2 separate regions of the Mus musculus genome follow, and region 1 is linked to region 2. A link is a contact called in public promoter capture Hi-C data. All regions are on one chromosome and are shown on one strand. The core of a region is the stretch at or near the end of the contact, and the rest is flanking DNA. Distances in the headings are between cores, read along the strand shown.

The links. Promoter capture Hi-C pulls out the DNA fragments that hold promoters and counts their contacts.
Region 1: a contact with region 2 is called in a promoter capture Hi-C map of hippocampal neurons, with 1.5 times the contacts expected there. The contact joins the enhancer-like site here to the promoter of Msantd3 in region 2. A contact is called at or near these places in 3 of 39 promoter capture datasets (hippocampal neurons, macrophages and stem cell-derived epiblast-like cells), 2 of 484 Hi-C or Micro-C datasets (Sertoli cells and embryonic stem cells), 2 of 115 datasets of contacts at active chromatin or transcription factors (both in embryonic stem cells) and 1 of 9 other capture datasets (embryonic stem cells).

Annotation. Positions count from the first base shown.
Region 1 is chr4:48,610,085-48,613,082 of GRCm38.p6, reverse strand. It overlaps Tmeff1 (transmembrane protein with EGF-like and two follistatin-like domains 1), which reads right to left. Exons shown (of 10, transcript NM_001356272.1): 3 at 2,541-2,670. Among named protein-coding and RNA genes, the nearest start is that of Tmeff1, 26 kb to the right of the region's middle. Within about 2 kb of position 1,587, at least 11 of the 459 cell types and tissues checked have an H3K27ac peak or open chromatin away from gene starts, as enhancers often do. A contact at or near this core is called in hippocampal neurons, where this site is marked.
Region 2 is chr4:48,538,486-48,541,549 of GRCm38.p6, reverse strand. It overlaps Msantd3 (Myb/SANT-like DNA-binding domain containing 3), which reads right to left and starts at 1,469. Exons shown (of 3, transcript NM_001145924.1): 1 at 1,279-1,469.

The DNA.
Region 1 (2,998 bases), core at 338-2,837, 71 kb before region 2:
TTGTATCAGTGGTATACACACACACACACACACACACACACGCACGCGCGCGCGCGCGTGCGTGCGTGTGTGTGTGTGTGTGTGTGTGAGTCCATCTCAGTTCTGAGAAGGTGTTTTGCTTCCCTAGACAGGACACACAGCCTCCTGGTTGAGAAAGCACCTAAGTGGCTGTAAGCAAGCAGATCAGGTAAGTGAAATGCAGCATGCTACATGCATAGATACACAGACGATAAAACAAACTTCCTAGAGAGGCCAGAGAAGAAGAACTCCAGAGTAAAGCCTAAGACGAGATTTTTCTGAGTAATTGAAAGAGAAACTATTTCAAACTCTCAGAATAGGACACCTCTAAAGACTAAAAACATGAAAACACTGGCCCAGTCAGCAAGCAACAAAATAAGGTACCTCACCACCTCGGTATTTCTGAGCTCACCAAGCCCAGAAGGCAGATATCCATGTAATGACCTAGAGAAACAGAGTTCACAGAGCCATAGCTGCCTGCACAAGGTTACATGGTAAATAAAAGCTGGGCCAATTTTAACGCTGAGGCCTTCTGCTCCTAGTTTCAGGGTTGTTTGCAACCTGCCAAGCTACCTCCTGTCACTGCCTATCAAAGCAACCTGGTGTCTTACACACGTGCTCCTAATAAATGATCAATATAGCATCAGAAAGAGTCCCCAAAATTTCTAGATGAAGCCTGTGAAACACAATGTACTTAGAGAAGTGTATGAGCACATCGCATGACAGCCCAAGAGCACAATAATCTTGTGTACAGTAAAAATCTATCCTTGTTCAGAGAGGTCTGATATTTAACCTAGGCTTCTGGGCAGTCATTTATAGTATACCTGATAGTAGTGTCTGTTGGGAGTGAGCTCTACAACAGAAATAGAGAGTAGGCCAGCCACACCTCACAGTATGAGGGCTTAGCCACCTTAGCAAGATCAAGACTGAGGCTGAGTTTGAGTCCCCGAGCGTACGTGTAAAAAGCCCGATGTGGCAGCATATTCCAGTAACACCAGTCCTGGGCAGACAGAGACAGATCCTGGGAGCTTCCTGGCCAACCAGTCTAACTATACCACAGATGCAGTGAGACCAAAACTCCAAGAAATAACGACTAGAAGCTGGAAGTTGACTCAGTGGTTAGCAGCATTTGCTGCCGTTACAGAGGACCTGGGTTTATCTCCCAGCACCCACAACTCTCGCTCCGAAACACTCTCCTCTGACATTCTAGGGCTCTGCACAGATTCTAGTTTCCAAGCAGGGGAAACACTCATCTACAAAAATAAAATAGTAATAAAAAAAGATAGCAGATGTCTCTCTCTAGTTTGCCATGCATCCACCCACACATAGAGGAGTTTACCTGAATACATGCATCATGCATGTTTATATCACACACTCAAGACACACAAATGGAAAAAACAAGATCAGTCATGTGACTTAAAATGGAAGCTTTGGGTCAAACTGTGTTAGAGGAGCTAGAGTCTAAGATCGGCGACATCCCACATAGGGGATGAAGGTGCGATAAACCCCAGCGCTGGAGCTCCGCTTGCCCGGTTGACAGTGCTCCCTGAGGAAGTAACACTGTCCGTGAGTCCTTGGAGAGGACAGAGCTGGACGTTCCATGTTTGGACCTCTCCCAGAATCTGTCCTACCCATCTCTGCTTTGGCCAATTTTGAGTATATCTTCTCCATGCAATAAATCATAACTCTAATAGCTTTTAGTGAGTTTTAAGAGCCCTTCTAGGAAATTGTACCTGAGGGCAGTTTGGGGAACTTCTTGCACTCTAACTGGTAACCTAAGTGACAGCAGTGTTGGGGACTCTGCCCACTAACTTAAAGTTGGCCCTACAACCTTCTAAGCACCCTAACATACTGTGAAAAGCAAGTGCATAGAGCCACCACCAGCCTCTACCTTTACCACTGGCCCCTGCACAGTAACCTCTAGTTACAGTACCTAACCTGCACATACACCTTCACACTCAAGCACACACAGGCAGCTCACACTACAGCCTCCCAGGAACCAGCTGCCACCAAGTCAAAGAGAAAGGAGAGAGCAGGTAGATGGCTTGAGGTGACCGATGGAAAAGAACAAAAAACTTGGAAAGAGATACAACCTTGGAGACATATGTTCATAGAGGCTTTCTAGAGACAATCATCTCAGGTAGATGGATGGATAGATAGATAGATAGATAGATAGACAGACAGACAGATAGACAGATATTAGATAGATGGATGGATAGATAGGTGGGTGGGTGGGTGGGTGGATGGATGGATGGATAGAGAGAGAGAGAGAGATACTTATTTTATGCCAGTTCCCAATTCCAAATTATATCAAACAAAGTAAATATGAAGTTCTCACATAAAATATAGTCAACAGGCATACGGTCAATACAAAAATCAACTCAAGTTAAGAAGCAGTAACATAATATATGAATAAAACCCTCTCAGCCACTACCAATCCCTGTAGCAACGTAAGCCTAACGCTTCTGGCTAAATTCTTTTTTTAGAATATATGGCAGAGTCATTTCTAACATCATACATACCAGAGTAGCAAGGTCCACGCGCCACCACGGTTATGTCTTTCTGGTGCTTGCAAGCAGCCCTCCTGAGAAAGCACTCATTCTGGTAGGTGTCCCCGTTTGACCCACAGACAGGGATGTAATTTGTATGGCACTGCAGAAAACAAAAATGCACTCTCAGAATGAGGCATGAATGTTAATGGCCTGGCTCACACTCATTAACACAAAAGCATAGTATTATGACATTCTTCCACTGCTAGAACAGGTTGTCCCTGTGTTTTACTTTAACAAAGACCTGACTCTTCCTCATGCCTTTTCTCACGTTCATAATGAAAATAACTACCCTTGAGTGGAACTGGACATCCCTGTGCAATCTACTTTATTTGTTAAGAAAAGCCATAGAAACATTAGGAGGACAGTCGTGACGATGTTTATAAAGAGCTACTTAGGTGATGTCACGTTGTCATTAAAATTCATTTACT
Region 2 (3,064 bases), core at 220-2,719:
TTTCTTGCTCTCCGGTCTCAAACTCTCGTAGCTGGCCTCAATCCTAAACTCAGGAACTATTTTATTAACTTTCAACAATTTCCTGGGTAACTACACACGCATGGTCTCTTCGGATATGCGAAAATCCCACACACACAACTCAGGCCCTATTATTCCAGCTCCAGTTTTAAATGTGTGAAAATATGTGTCTTTATCCTAGAACCATTATCCTAAGTACCGCAAAACATTTTGTACTTATCATAGCAATAAAACATCCATTCTCAATAATCACAACAGGAGACTAAATTCTTGTTTCTTACTCCAACATAAAAACCCTTCCTGCAATTTACAGATTGCCCGTGCGATGGTTTAATAATTCAAGCCAACTGTTTAGGACCTAGGGCCTGGGACATGAAGTGCTTAATTTTAGCTATCAGCCGACACACATTATCTCTCACAATAGTACTTGGGGGTGGGTATTACATCACACCCTACTCCCCCATTATAGAAACATCAACCCAGCAGCCTCAGAGTAAAGGAGCTTTCCCAAGGTCAGTCGGGCAGGGATGTGATGCACTATTTCCTTCTAAGATCCTCTTTAGGAGGGACCCAGCCCTTTATACCTCTGGACCGGACTGGAGGAGGCAGGGGGTCTCAATGGAGACAAGTACTGAAAAGCGGTGAGCACAGTTCCCCCGCACACAGTGGGGATATGTGGACCGGGGCTCCGCGGGGTCAGCCGGGTTTCCCCCCAAGAGCCTCCCGGGCCCCGGGCTCCAAGCTCCCGTCCCGGGAGCTCCAGCGCGTCTGCGAGGCCCGCGCGCCGGCGCTTTGTACGCGGCAGGCCGGCCGGGCTCCCGGGGCACCGCGGCGCGCGCAGGCGGCCGTCGGCCTGCGGGGAGGAGGGCGCGGCGGCTCGGCCCGGGAGCCCGCCAGACCCCCGCGCTCCCGCTCCGCCCGCTTTCCCCGCCGGCCGCGGCCCTCCGGGCCTCAACCTCCTACCTGCAGCGGCGGCGCGGCGGCCGCAAGTCCCGGGGAGGGGCGCGGAGGCGCGGGCGCGGCGGCCTGGGCTGCTCTGGCGGGCTGGGCGGCCGGCAGGGCCGCGGGCTCCAGGCGCCGGGCGGCCGCGCGCCCCCGGCCGGCCAGGCCCCGCCGCGCGCGCCGCGGCCACAAAGCCCCGCGCCGCCGCCCCCTCGCGGGCCGCTGCCGCCTGCCGCTCCGTGGGCGCCGCGGAGGGCGGGAGCGCGGCCCCGTGCAGTCCCCCACCTTCCCGAGCCCCGGTTCCGCCGCGCTGCCCACCTTGGCCCGGGAGCTGCGGAAGGGGCCCGTCTCCGCCAACAACAAAAGAATGCATTTTCCCACACCGGGGATGTGGCAGTCGCCCGCACGAGTTAGCGCGAGCCTCCTGACTGACGTGGGCCCTTTTCGTCGGGGACTCCACGAGGCTGGGAACGGCACCCCTTCCTACTCTGAGTTCAGCGCCAACTTTTGTGATTCTAATGGGCGGGATGTGTCTCCAGAGATGGGGTGTGCGCTCCCCCTCCCCCCAAGGACCCCGGCTACGTGCACCGACCTCAGGACACGACTCAGACCCTGTGTGCCTACCCAGTGGGACCCAAGGCGCGCTGCGACGAATGCCGGGCGGCTTAAACAACTGGGGGCAGGGGTCCTTCTGCCGACAAGGCCTTCACCCCTCCCCCCAGGATGAAGACGGTTTCTTTTGCCATAGATCCGTGAAGAAGATTCCAAGCCCAGAGAAGGGCAAAGAGAAGGTTCTCAAACTTTTTCTTTTTAAGCGAGATGAAACTCAACCAAGCGTAGAGATAACAATTTAAAAATAAACAATCCTGTGGCACTCATTACACTTAGAATAGCCAACGATAATCACTTCACCTCCTTATTCTTAAGGGTTCCATCCGAAGGAAACCCCCGCACCAATTACGTAGTCACTCCTTTGCCTAGTCCCTGAAAACCATTAATCTCTTTTCTGTTTCTATCGATTTACCTTTTTGTACATTTCATGTAAATGGAGTCGTGTGTCTTTTTGGAGCACGCGGCAGGTTGTGTGTATGTGTGTATGTGTGTGTGTGTGTGTGTGTGTGTGTGTGTGTGTGTGTGTGTGTGTGTAGTTGGGGGTGGTACTCACTAAGCTGCCCAGGTTGGCATTGAACTCTGGGGCCCAGGCAGCCTACAAATCTACAAACCTCCTGCCTCAGCTTCCCTAGCTCGTAGCTGATATCACAGGCCAGCTTCATTGGGCCTGGTCACTCTGGCCAGGTCAAAGAATCCAAACAAGGTTCATCCAGATTGTAGCATGCCTCTTACTTCATTGCTTTTTGTGGCTACATAAGCTGACCATTGTGTATTCTACAGTTTGCATATCTGTTCTTACAGAAATTAGTGGATGTTTAGATTATTTCCACCTTTTGGCTAATGTGAACTGGTTCTCTGAAAACCCCTAGACATGCATTTGTCTAAAGAACCTGTTTCCAATTCTTTGGGATACATACTTAGAGTAGAATTTCTGGATCATATGTGGTAATGTGGCCATGTGTAACTTTGTTGTTGCTTTTTGAGGCAGGGTCTCCTCTAGCCCAGGCTAGCCTCAAACTTGCTATGAGGCAGAGAATGACCTTGGATTTCAGATCCTCCTGCTTCTGCCTCTGGAATGCTGGAATTACAGGCATGAGTCACACATTCAGTCTTTAAACAGGTGATCATCCGGTTTTTGAACTGGGGAAAGAACAGAGAGACAGCCTAACATTTTCTGGTATGGAGGCAGAAGCACCTATAAAATACTAGACTAGAGAGTTGTAACTACTTTTTCTGCCTTGTGTTAACAATAACTTATCTACTGTCCCAGGAGCTTTGAAATTGCCCAGAGTCAGGAAACTGACTGGTGGGTGGGGAGGGTGCTATTGGCTAACAAACTTTATGATTTGCACTTAGGCCTTCCAAGTAATGTCAGATCGGAAGTCCTTAAAGATATTGTTCTGAGGATGTAACCAAAGGAAAACTATTAGCCGGGCGTGGTGGCGCACGCCTTTAGTCCCAGAACTTGGGAGGCAGAGACAGGCAGATTTCT